Linked DNA regions of Macaca mulatta: region 1 is linked to region 2. The links are chromatin contacts, called in public Hi-C maps. All regions are on one chromosome and are shown on one strand. The core of a region is the stretch at or near the end of the contact, and the rest is flanking DNA. Distances in the headings are between cores, read along the strand shown. Region 1 holds the start of SUPT4H1 (SPT4 homolog, DSIF elongation factor subunit). Region 2 holds the start of RNF43 (ring finger protein 43).

Region 1 (6,128 bases), core at 3,387-5,886, 68 kb before region 2:
CCACTTGGAGACCCAGCTGTCCTCTGGACTCATCATCGCAATGATTCTAGGGAGGGAAAAGAAATGGAGAGTCAGCCTGAGCCTCCCCTGGGCCTGAGCTCAATTCTGAGAGAGAAATCTAGGAAAAAGCCAAGTACTGAGTCTCCACTGCAAAGTTAGGAAAACTGCCTTCTGATGTTGGGATGAGGCTGACTCAAAGCTAGGACGACAAACGTTCTTTGTTCTTATGTCCTTGGCCCGCCAGCCACAGGTTAGTTTCCATCCCCAAAAGACTCTCACTCAGCTCACAAACATCCTTAGCCTACAGAATCCCTAGAAAATGAGACGGCTTTAGGACTAGAGGGCCAATAGTTACAACTAACACAACTACAAGGGGTCTAGCGCCTAGTGCAAAGAGGAGGGTGAGTCAGAACAATGGATCCTCCTACTAGAAATGAGTTCAAATTGGCTAAGCTCTTCCTCTAATGACCTATACATATAGGGACCCCTCTAATGACCTATACATGTGGGGTTCCCTTCTCAGAACCTCATCAGTAAGCTGAGACTCAAAGGTTGAGATAATACATGAAAAACACCTTAGCACAAAGACTAGCACAGAGTGCTAAATAAGCATTAGCTCTCCTCATTATCCTACTCGTCCTTCCCAGGTAGCTGTGATTCCAGAAGAATGGTAAGGCTATTCAAGGGCTAGAAGATGCTGCTTGAGCAAGATGGATAAGCATTTTTGTCATTCAAAGCATTCAATCAAATGCTTACTGCCTGCCTATTGTGTTGGGTCTAAGCACTGACATTTGTTGACTGCCTCCTCAATATGCCTCCCCTCTTCTCTCAGTAACACTCCTGGATTCTTATTTGAGAAGATTCCCTTCCCATCCAAATCCTACATTATCAGCCATGCGCTGTAAGTGGAACCGACCCTCCCTCCAGGGCTGACAAGCAGAAGAACACTAGCCCTTAGCCCTGCAGCCTGATGGGAGATAGGCACGATGCAGGCCATCCTCCTGACCACAAGTATATTCTTCTCTGTCCTTCGCAATCTATCTTTTTAGCCTTAGGGTCCCTATAGCCCAACCATATGATTTAACCTAAACAGAATTCCCACTGTTCTCCAAACACATCCTGGTTTTCCCCAACCTATGCCTTTGCTCTAGTCACTCCCTTTATTTGGAATGTTCTATCTCTCTCTCACCTCAACTTCCTCAAAAATCCCAAGCTTCTTTTCTTTAAGAGGAAAGTACTACCTCTTCCAATTTTGGTTGAGGTCATCTAGCCCTCCTCCGATCTTCAATTTGCCCACTCTTTAAGACCTAATATGCACTAGAATATACAAATAATTCCTACAACCCAACAACCAAAAAAACAAACTGAAGTCAAAAATGAGTAAAGGCCTTGAATAGGCATTTCTCCAAAGATATACAAATGGCTATAAGCACGTAAGAGGCTCAACATCACCCTTCATTGGGGAAATGGGACACCAAAGTCACACCCATTAGGATGGCTATTATTAATAAATAATAAGTGTTGGTAAGGATGGGGAGAAATTAGAACCTTTGGGCACTGTTGGTGGGAACGGAAAATGGTGCAGTTGCTAAACAGTATGACAGTTCCTCAAAAAATTAAACACTCAATTATCGTGTATCTAGCAATTTCACTTGTGGATATACAGACGATCCCTGACTTACCTTAGTTCAACTTATGATTTTTCAAATTTATGATTGTGCAAAAGTGACATGCATTCAGTAGAAACCGTTTTCAAATTTTAAATTTTGTTATTTTCCAGGCTAGCAATTCAGTACAATATTCTGTCATGATGCTGTGCAGCAGCCGTGAGCCACAGCTTCTGGTCAGCCACTGTAACATAAACGTTTTGAGCACATTTGAAGTAGGCTAAGTTAAGATATTCATTAGGTTAGGTGTGTTAAATGCACTTTTGGCTTATATTTTCAACTTATGATGGGCTTATTAGGTTGTAACTCTGTACTTGAGTTGAGCATCTGCACTGAACATAATAAAAGGAGGGACCTGAACACATATTTATATGCCAACGTTCACAGCAGTATTATTCACAAATAGCCAAAAGGCAGAAGCAACCCAAGATATCACTGATGGATGAATGGGCAACAGAACATGCTATACACATACAAGAGAATATTATTCAGCTCAAAAAAAGGAGGGAAATTCTGTTGCATGCTATGATATGAATGAACCTTGAAGACATTATGCTAAGTGAAAGAAGCTACAAAATGCTACTGAATGAGCCCATAGGTACCTAAGGGTGCCTAAGGTGGCCAAATTCATAAAGACAAAGCATGGCGGTTGTGAGGGATCAGAGGGAGGAGAGAATGAGGAGCTAGTGTTTAATGGGTACAGATGAAAAAAGTTCTGGAGATGGATGGTGGTGATGGCTGCACAACGAGTATGCACTAATGTCACTGAAATGTGTATTTAGAAATGGCAGCCGGGCACAGTGGCTCACGCCTGTAATCCCAGCACTTTGGGAGGCTGAGACAGGAGAATCACCTAAGGTCAGGAGTTCGAGACCAGCCTGGCCAACATGGCAAAACCCCATCCCTACTGAAAAAGGATAAAAATTAGCTGGGCATGGTGTGGGTGCCTGTAATCCCAGCTACTCAGGAGGCTGAGGCAGGAGAATCGCTTGAACCTGGGAGGTGGAGGTTGTAGTGAGCTGAAACCACGCCAATGCAGCCGGGTGCAGTGGCTCACTCCTGTAATCCCAGCACTTTGGGAGGCCGAGGTGAGTGGATCATGAGGTCAGGAGTTCAAGACCAGTCTGACCATCATGGTGAAACCCCGTCTCTACTAAAAATACAAAAATTAGCTGGGTGTGGTGGCAGGCACCTGTAATCCCAGCTACTCAGGAGGCTGAGGCAGAGAACTGCTTGAACCTGAGAGGTGGAGTTGCAGTGAGCTGAGATTGTGCCACTGCACTCCAGCCTGGGCGACAGAGCGAGCCTCCATCTCAAATAAATAAATAAGTAAAATGACTAAAATGGGCTGGGCGTGGTGACTCACACATGTAATCCCAGCACTATGAGAGGCCCAGGTGGGCAGATCACCTGAGATCAGGAGTTTGAGATCAGTCTGGCCAACATGGTGAAACTCCATCTCTACTAAAAATACAAAAATTAGCTGGGCATGATGGCGGGCGCCTGTAATCCCAGCTACTCAGGAGGCTGAAGCAGGAGAATTGCTTGAACCCAGGAGGCAGAGGTTGCAGTGAGCCAAGATTGCGTCTTTGCACTCCAGCCTGAGTGACAGGAGCGAAAAGTCTGTCCCCCCCCCAAAAAAGCAACAGCTTTTGGGCAATGATCTACCATTACTATACCTCCCTTCCCTTCATTTTCAAAAGAAATTTTCATGCATTTAACAAACATTATTAAGATTACATTCTTTCTTCTCATGTTAAGTCTTTGAAATATGGGGTGTATTTTATACTTAAAAGCATGTCTTAATTTGGACTAGACACATTTCAAGTGCTCAGTAGCTACATGTGGCTAGTGGTTACTGTATTAGATGCCTAGCACTAGTATGTCTCAAAATAACTGTTGAGGCTGGACACAGTGGCTTACACCTATAATCCCAGCACTTTGGGAGGTTGAAGTGGGAGGATCGTTCCACGCTGCAGTGAGCCATGATCATGCCACTGTACTCCAGCCTGAGCCACAGGGCAAAACCCTGACTCAAAAAAAAAAAAAAAAACCCCCACACAAGATAACCCCCAAAAACGAACGGCTGGGACCAACTAGGATTAACACTTGCCCTGCATTTACTTCTCTGGGTGCGGGTTGGGTAATGCAGAAGGGAATGACGGAATCTGAAGCGGCTTACCCATCAAAGGAAGAGCTGGTGCAGTCATATACCATCTCTCGGTTACCCTTCATTTGTAGATATGCATCACAATTGTCACAACCATCATATTCAAACTGGTCTATAGTCTAGGAGTGAAGAAAAATAAAGGAAAAGGAGAGATAAGCATGAACAAGACCAAGAGACAAAGTAGCTTTCTCAATACTTCGACCTGCTCAGTTTCTTGTTTCCCTATGTTGACTTTGTCTCCCAAGGTTCCCCACCTACTACTTTCAAAGCTCCATTCCTAAGTCCCACCCTCCCACTCCGTCCTCTCTTGTTCCCAATTCCGTTTTATCTATTCCTTTCTCTACTCTGCTCACGGTCAGGCACCCTTTCCGACTACTCACTCAGCTGCGAATCCCCACCCGCCTCTGACTCCCAGCGTCTTTCGGCTCCAACGTAAGTTCACCAAATGTCTAAGAGCTGAGGATTCAAAGGCATGTAAGACCCCCCCGTGCCCTCAGCTGCAAGACCTGCCCGCGATCCTACGAGGTAAACGATGGCCTCCTTCGGCTTCTCACTCCCCCTGCCACCTCTGAGTCCTGGGCCTTACTTTTCACTTTACTGTCCCACAGCCCGGTTCCGCCCTCTTTCCCCGACCTTGGTCCCCCATGGTCCCTACAACCAAGTCCCCGACTGACACCTTGACCAGCGAACACAGCAAACAGGCCCGCAGATGCCGCAGGTCCTTCGGCACTGTCTCCAGGGCCATCTTCTCCGATGGGAAGAGCAACAGTGAGATACACTGCCACAGGCTGCGCACCCGCAGGAAGTAAATAGCTCGTTACCCAGAATGCCCGCCACTTCTGGCGCTCAGACTTCCTCTTCCGGTGTGGGCGGGCGCCTGCTCCGCCCCTACCCCCGCCAGAGGAGATGGTTTCTCCCACCGGCAGGCGGGGAGGCGGGGCGGTTGGCCGCCACCTGGGCTGGGGCGCGTCCCCGCCACCTGAGGCCGCCAAGGGCGCGGCGGAGGCTGTGTAGGGTAGTTAGCGGGCCCCCGAGGGGCGGGGCGGGGCGGGGTGGGTGGCTGCGCTTGCGCGGGAGTTCGTCGGCTTGAGCCTCAGCGACGCGACGCGGGCCGTTTGATCTGGGCTGCTGGCACTGCGGCGCTGGTCCCGTTCCCGATGGTAACCCGAAGTTTTTTGTTTTGTTTTGTTTTGTTTTGTCTTCCCGTTTTAGAAGCACTGGGAGCAGTGAATCCACTGTCTCCCTCTGGATTATCTCTGCAGAGACCCGTAACAAATCCAGGGACAGCCCCACCCCTCCTTCCTAACTGCCAGAGCCCTATAGGGTTTCCACTTGCTTCCCACAGGAATGCTGGCCTGCGAGCTACGGCGGAAAACATGCGTATTTATCTTTTAAAACTCCGTCTGTTTGCTCGTTCCGGCTGATAATTTATACTTTGCGCAGTTCTTAGCACTTAGACACGGTTCCTTTACTAAAGAACATTTGTAGGAGATTAGGTGTCCTTTTTTTCCCTTTCATTTCACCGTATAGGAAGCGAAATGCCTTGTTCTACAGGCACCAAACCACCACCCCTACCAAACCTTTCTCGGGGAAGCAGAACGGGAACTTGTGCCGTGTGAGGAAGCGACAGAGGCCCCTTCTGGCCCTGGGGACTTCATGCCAGCAGAGCACCAGCTCTCTCTGTCCTCGCCATAGCCCGAGTGCAGGCAGAACGCAGTCATTTGTGTTTATCTGAGAGGAGCTTTGGGATATAAATAGTTTTAGGCCCCGCTGTTCTATCCTTCCAGCCCAGCCTCCTGATTGAAACTGAGCTGCTTCCGGGCAGGCTTGCTTCTTGTTGCCGGTCCCATGCTGTGTTCAGATGGGCTCTGTGACAGGTTTGGATGTTTTCTATCACTGAATAAAACTTTACACTTTGGAACATGTTTTCTATACTCGATTATCTCATGTAAGTCCTGCAACAACCATGAAGTAGGCCCATTTTATGGACTGAAAAAGCGAGGCACAGAGTATTTGCCCAAGGTCTAAGTCACTGAAGCATCATAATGTGTGAAGTGAACAGTATAATTATGACTGAATCACAGTGAGAATCAAGTCATGCTTTCTCCTTCCCTGATCTCACTAAGTCACACTTTTAGGGGCTTACAAACCAGTTCTTATTGCCAAGCCCTCTACTCTACCCTATCCTTTCATAAATCGGAGCCTAGCCTCTCATAACAGAAATAATTTATTTCTCTTGATGTAGAAAGAGATGAAGTTGTTACCCTGAGTGACAGTCATGACAGAAGAAA
Region 2 (6,598 bases), core at 2,830-5,329:
CAAAAAAGATTGGTAAGATTTGCCAGAGTGAGAAAAAGGATAGAATAAGAGAAGATATGATAAAGATTGATAAAATAATGAATGGCAAAGAGAATGCCAACTGGTGCTGTTTGTTTACTTTTTCCTTTATGAAAACACAAACTTTATGTAGAGCTTTATGATAATAAGATTAGAACTTAAAAGAATACATTTTATGGACCACATAATTAGCCCACTGAACATGCTATCACAGGATATCAATAAGGCACGTATGGCTCTCAAAAACTTCAGTGATACCAAAATATGACTAGTAAATATGGTAAAAACTAAAATGGAGCACACAATTCATGCTTTAGGGTATTAACTAGGCAAGGCCAGGAAGGAAGTTTCCTTTCCAATTGCTGTAGTATTCAAGATGATTTATGATTTTAGCTTTTAAGTATTGCTAATTCCATTTTAGAGTCCAAGTTATCTTATTCAAAAAAATCTTATGCCATTTTTCCAGATATACTCTTCTTTCCTATTTTTCTAAATAGCAAAGCCTTCCATTTTCACCTAATTCTCCTTCTACTTCATTTATCCCAGCTTCAAAATATTGCCTAAGAAGTGATAATGAATAAACACTAAACCATATATTAAAGAATACATGTTTGGGAATAAGTTCTATAATTTGTTAAATTTTCCTATCTTCTCTAAGTAGACAAAAATTAAAATTCATACAATAAATTGGTTCTGTTCATAGTCTGTTCATATCACAAAATTAAAATTTGAGTTTGGATGCTAAGATGGATCACATTTAAGAATATTTTAACCTGTGTCCAGTAGCTACAGCAAGAATTGTTCTTTTATATGATAAATTTCAATCAATAAGCAACATCATTTTATGGAGTAAGACAGTGGAAAGACCATTAAAAAGGTACAGCCCTCTAGGTTCTGTCTTTACTATGGGGAATGAGCAATTGGTCTATGAAATGCTATGGCCCCAGTCATTTCATGTATGAATGAGTTACAGGCAACATTCACAGCCTGAAAGCCTAAGAATTTGTGTCTGAAAAACTTGGCAGATCAGTAAAAAATATGTTAAATTTAAATTCTTGAAAATGATAAAATTATGTGTGGATGAGGCCAAAGTGATCAGGAGGCAGGTTTACACCTTGTGTCCATTTTGTAATCCAATCCTCTCCATTTTGGGCTTAGCAATAGGGTGCCACACGTGGTGTAAGGCCAGCCATAGCATTCAAGCTTGACTGAATTTTAAAAGTGACACAGTAATCAAATATGCTCCAAGGGCATTCCAGAATTTCAGGTGCTGCTGACCATTAAAATCAACCTTCTTAGTGCTTACTTCAATTTAAACAGGATGTAAAGTACAATCCTCACGTCAATTAAATACAAGCTCATATACTTCATCTATCAAAAATTAGAGCCCAGAATATATCACTTAAAAAAAGGTATTATGTGTATCTAAGTAGTTATGCAATACCAGTTAAAAATAAGCAGATAATCTTCTAAAATATAGGATTTATGTATTTCTTCCAGAGTATAAAATAAGAATTTGCTTTAGAATGCCAATAAGGCAGTATCTACTCTTTCTATGAAATAGAAAGCTAAGCAGTAGAAGCCCATGTATGGTATTTCATTTGGGAGACAAAAGAAGAAAGGCATATTTCAAACAGATGGAAAGTGAAATATAATAAAGTTATACTTGCCTGCATTAATTTTCCTTCTGCTGGAGTTATTTCAGCAACACCAGCAAACACACCTTCCAAAGTGAGATTCAGTTTTCCTGTGGGGTCCATTTTCAAGGGGATCACTCTGATAATAGCTTTCTGTTCTGCTGATCTTTCAGACTCCACCGCTGCTGCCAGCACCAGTCCTGTGCGTCCAAAGCCTGCCTGCAGGGTAGCCATCAGCAGCCAGGGCCAGAGGGCAGCCAGCTGCAGCTGGTGGCCACCACTCATGCTACCAGCTGCAGCAATGCACTTCAACCATACATACTGCTTCCACTAGCTAATACCAAATGCAGGTTCTCAGATCCAGACAAATGGAGGAAAAGAACATTTATGCTTCAGTTTCAGAAAGCCAAGTCGTAGTTTTGGCCCTTCCTTTCTCTAAAGTTTATTCCCAAGAGCAGGTGGCATTCCTGATTGGGCAGAGAAGAGGATATTTTCAGCCCACATCTGCGGCAGGTATGTCATTTTCTCCCATCTTCACTGTGACTAGTAAAGATCTCACCACTTTTCTTTGGAATTTCCAACTTTGCTCGTGATTGAATGTCACATCGTGAATTTGTATTATGTCAGATCACTTGGCATTGCTCTTCCATATGCATCAAGTTGCCAGGCACTAAACCCAATGTTCATGAACAAAACAAGGCAAAGTAAACAGCTACGGCCATGCATCAAAGGTGAGAGTGAAGAACTCCAGCTCAGAAAAGGAAGAGATGGCCCTTTTTAAGCCATAATATGTGTCAATGGTAAATGACTAAAAACCACAAGGAGATTTTTTTTTTTTTAATGGAGGAGAAGAGGGAACAATAAAAATTTCAGGCCACACGTTGATGTCCAAAGATGCTACAACATGTATTAGAAAAATTTCCACATTAAACTGTATTTCGGTGTAGCCAGGGTTCTAGGCCCACTGCATTTACATACTTTTCATGAACTTAGACATACCATAATTTTTTATGTTTTACCAAAATTTGCCTATAAATTAGGTGCTAATTTATGTATCTTCACACATTACAGGATAATCCTGGGCATCACAACCTTTTCCAACTTTCATAATTAGAGTATTTGAAAAGGTTAGCTTTCCAATTATTTTTCCAGTTAAAATTCATATTTCTATCTCCGTTTTCTTTTCTCTCTTAAGGATTCTTGATTTTATTCTCCAGCTCGGAAATGCCGAACACTTTGATTTCCCATGAGATGCTTTTGGAAACTACTTTAATATCCAGATTTTATGATCTGTAATTTTCTAGGTTCATAAGAAAAACAAAGGACTATTCCTAACATGTTTTCCTTGAGGGGGTGGGGAATAAAAGGTAGGGAGAGCAGGGAGGCGATTAACCACAGGCTCTAGGTAGAATACCCTGAAAAAATACAAATAAGCTTGAGTAGAATAAATCTGTGCTATTTCCAGGCACTATGAAAATTTGGGTCTTTGTACAAACACAGAATAAGATTTTTAAAATGTGCACCCTTAAGTAAATAGAAATACACTTCACCCACAAAGCCCTCTGTGTTCCAAGGTCAAGTTTAAAAATATTATAAAGTCTTCAGAACAAGTGCTGAAAAGCCAAGCAATTGAACAACATGAACCTGTTATATAGATTCGTTTCTTTTGCTGAGGCAGAGGGAGGGGAGAAAAAAAGAATTTCAAAAGAAATCTGCAAACCTGTTGCGCTGTCGGGCCCACTGGAATCCACGGGGGTGAAACAAATTCAATTATGCTTTTACAGATCCTGCTCAAAAAAGGTTTCAACTGCTTAACCAAGTACAGCTCATTCTTCCACCTTCTTACTCTGCAACCAAACAAAGTGCCCCATACTACAGGTAGGTGCCGAGAAATTCCGCAGCCTGAAAAAATAATCCATGCAGGTCAAAGGCAGAAATTTACTCCAGGATGAGAGATGCTGTCCCCAAGAACTAGATTAAACACTTACAGAAAATCCAAAATCATTTCTGAAACCTCCTTTCTAATAAAAGTTCTTTTTTTCTCCAAACAGCATATAAAATGACCAAGTCTTGAAAGAGAAAAGGAGCAAAGTAGCAAATACATCAACAATTCACTATCAGAAACACAGAAAATCCCAGAGAGAGAAGGCAGTATCTCTGAATCATGGATGGACTTGGAAAGTTCGGAAGGATTCGAGTGCTTCCTTTCAGAAAGACAATTCTGGATCAACTCCCTAGAGCAGGAAGCCTGTGGTTTGTAATTGGTGTTCTAGCTCTGACTCCCTCCCCTGGGACAGCAATCACGCTCTCTACCTGCTGACAAAGTGAGGGTGGAGCTGCTAGAGGCAACCACCCCCCACCCTGCCCCCCTCCTCCTGGTGCGCACACACAACACTTACTTAACCAGACATGTTCTTTTGCTCTCTCCCCTCCCTCAGCTCCTCTACTCCCTCTATTGAGCCACAGCTAAACTGCATCCAATTTGATCCCCAGTACCTCTCTCTGGTACGCAAGCTACCACATGCAAATCAGGGCCACTCAAACATATCTAAGCAGACTCTGCACCCAACAGAGCATAGATGATGGTATGAGGAAATAAACAGAAAAAAATAAAGGTAATCCAGAAAAGAATGGACACAAGGTTTTGCAAATATAAATTCAAAAGGATTTCTGCTCATTCCAAGTTTGAGTGTCTATAAATGGCAGAAAGCCAGAATGAAGTGATCCTGTGCTTTAGTACTTACTGATTTACTGCTACTTATGTCTGCTACCCTGGGAAGGGCTCTGTCCATTTTATGCTTAGCTTTTCTTCAGCTCTTACTAATTTAAATTCAGTAGCTCTGTCTAAACTGTGCCTATATGGAACTTTCAAATCAGGGTCATATCAGAGGTCTGGAATCCAACTGTTACATTCTTTTCAATCTTTGAGAGGTGAAATAATACTATGGATCAGACCTATGCCTTCAATGTAAGACTCCAAATAAGTCCATGTCATAAATACAAGCAAAAGGGTAAAATATGATTAATGAGAAAAGCATAGGCAAAAAGAAAATGAATTTGTGGCTAATTACCACATTCATGAACTACAATCCTTATTACTACCTTGCCACTAGAAATAATACAACAGTTTCTAATACATTTATAACATTTGAAGTTTCAAATTACCAGATTATATTTGACGTGGTGAGACATTTTATTTCTGAACTGCTGCCATAAACTTTCAAAATTATACAAATGAACAACAATGTGGATATAGTTAAATCTAGTGAACTGTACACTTAAAAATGGTTATGGTAGTAAATTTTACGTGTTTCTTACCTCATGTACAAATGAATCTCTGATCATCTGTAAAATGCCGATGATAATAATTACGATAGGTCTGTTGTAAAGATTAAATGACATAATGCCTCTGAAAGCAAAAAGGATGAGTAGTCTACTGACCTTCAACATTGTTTTCCCTGTAGATAAGGTTTATGAGAGTAGTTTCAGAATTTCAGACCTAATAACTAACCAAGATCAAAGACAAATTTGAAAATAATTTTTTTGTTTATTTTTGTTGTTTGAAACAGGGTCTTATGTCACCCACGCTGGAGCACAGTTGTGCCATCATGGCTCACTGCAGCCTTGACCTTCATGGCTTCCCACCTCAGCCTCCAGAGTAGCTGGGACCACAGGTGCGTGCCACCACACCCTGCAAACTGTTTCTTCTTTTTTTTTTTTTTTTGAGACAGAGTCTTGCTCTTTTGCCCAGGCTGGAGTGCAGTAGCGCTATCTTGGCTCACTGCAAGCTCCGCCTCCCGGGTTCACACCATTCTCCTGCCTCAGCCTCCCAAGTAGCTGGGACTGCAGGCGCCTGCCACCACGCCCAGCTGATTTTTTGTATTTTTAGTAGAGACGGTGTTTCACCGTGTTAGCCAGGATGGTCTTGATCTTCTGACCTTGTGATCCACTCACCTCAGCCTCCCAAAGTGCTGGGATTACAGGCGTGATCCACCATGCCCAGCCAACACCCTGCAAATTTTAAAAAATTTTTTGTTGGGCCAGGAATGGTGACTCACGCCTATAATCCCAGCACTTTGGGAGGCCGAGTTTGGGGATCACCTGAGGTCGGGAATTTGAGACCAGCCTGACCAACATGGAGAAACCCGAAAAATAAAAAAAAAAAATTAGCCTGGCATGGTGGCGCATGCCTGTAATTCCAGTTACTTGGGAAGCTGAGGCAGGAGAATTGCTTGAACCTGGGAGGTAGAGGTTGCGGTGAGCTGAGATTGTGCCATTGCACTCCAGCCTGGGCAACAAGAGCGAAACTCCATCTCAATAAATAAATAAATAAATAAAATAAAATAAAATAAAATAAAATAAAATAAAACGAACGTTTTTGTAGGGATGGAGTCTCCCTATGTTGCCCAGGTTGAACTTGAACTCCAGGGCCCTAGCAATCCTCCCATCTAGGCCTCCTAAAGTGCTGGGATTACAGGCATGACCCACCATGCCAGGCCTAAAATAAATTCTTAATGTAGCACTTTTTCTGTCTTGTTTGGACTTTAAGAATATAATGCAGGTACAGCTGGCTGGGCATGGTGGCTCACGCCTGTAATCCCAGTACTTTGGGAGGCCGAGGTGGGTGAATCACTTGAGAGTTCGAGACCAGCCTGGCCAACATGACGAAACCCCATCTCTACTAAAAATACAAAAAATTAGCCGGGCATCAGTGGCATGCCCCTATAATCCCAGCTACTTGGGATGCTGAGGTGGGAGATTCTCTTGAACCTGGGAGGTGGAGGTTGCAATGAGCTGAGATGGTGCCACTGCACTCCAGTCTGGGCGACAGAGCAAGACTTTGCCTCAAAAAAAAAAAAAAAAAAAAAAAAAAGGAATAGAATGCAGGTACTACAGTAATCCCTTGGTATCCATGGAAGACTGGTTCTAGTACCCAGTGAGTA

Evidence for each region. Hi-C and Micro-C count contacts between places; a contact is called where the count stands out from the background.
Region 1: a contact with region 2 is called in a Hi-C map of cortical neurons, with 2.6 times the contacts expected there. The contact joins the promoter of SUPT4H1 here to the promoter of RNF43 in region 2. A contact is called at or near these places in 3 of 14 Hi-C or Micro-C datasets (blood, cortical neurons and liver).

Annotation. Positions count from the first base shown.
Region 1 is chr16:51,634,186-51,640,313 of T2T-MMU8v2.0, reverse strand. SUPT4H1 (SPT4 homolog, DSIF elongation factor subunit) reads right to left here and starts at 4,636. Exons shown (of 5, transcript NM_001260659.1): 1 at 4,514-4,636; 2 at 3,850-3,956; 3 at 1-46. The coding sequence starts at 4,582. All of the region lies in intron 1 of LOC106993976 (a long non-coding RNA gene), which reads left to right.
Region 2 is chr16:51,565,279-51,571,876 of T2T-MMU8v2.0, reverse strand. It overlaps RNF43 (ring finger protein 43), which reads right to left and starts at 4,079. Exons shown (of 10, transcript XM_077970954.1): 1 at 4,055-4,079; 2 at 3,376-3,557. LOC106993976 (a long non-coding RNA gene) reads left to right here. Exons shown (of 6, transcript XR_013406447.1): 4 at 1,829-2,168; 5 at 3,440-3,533; 6 at 3,707-5,077.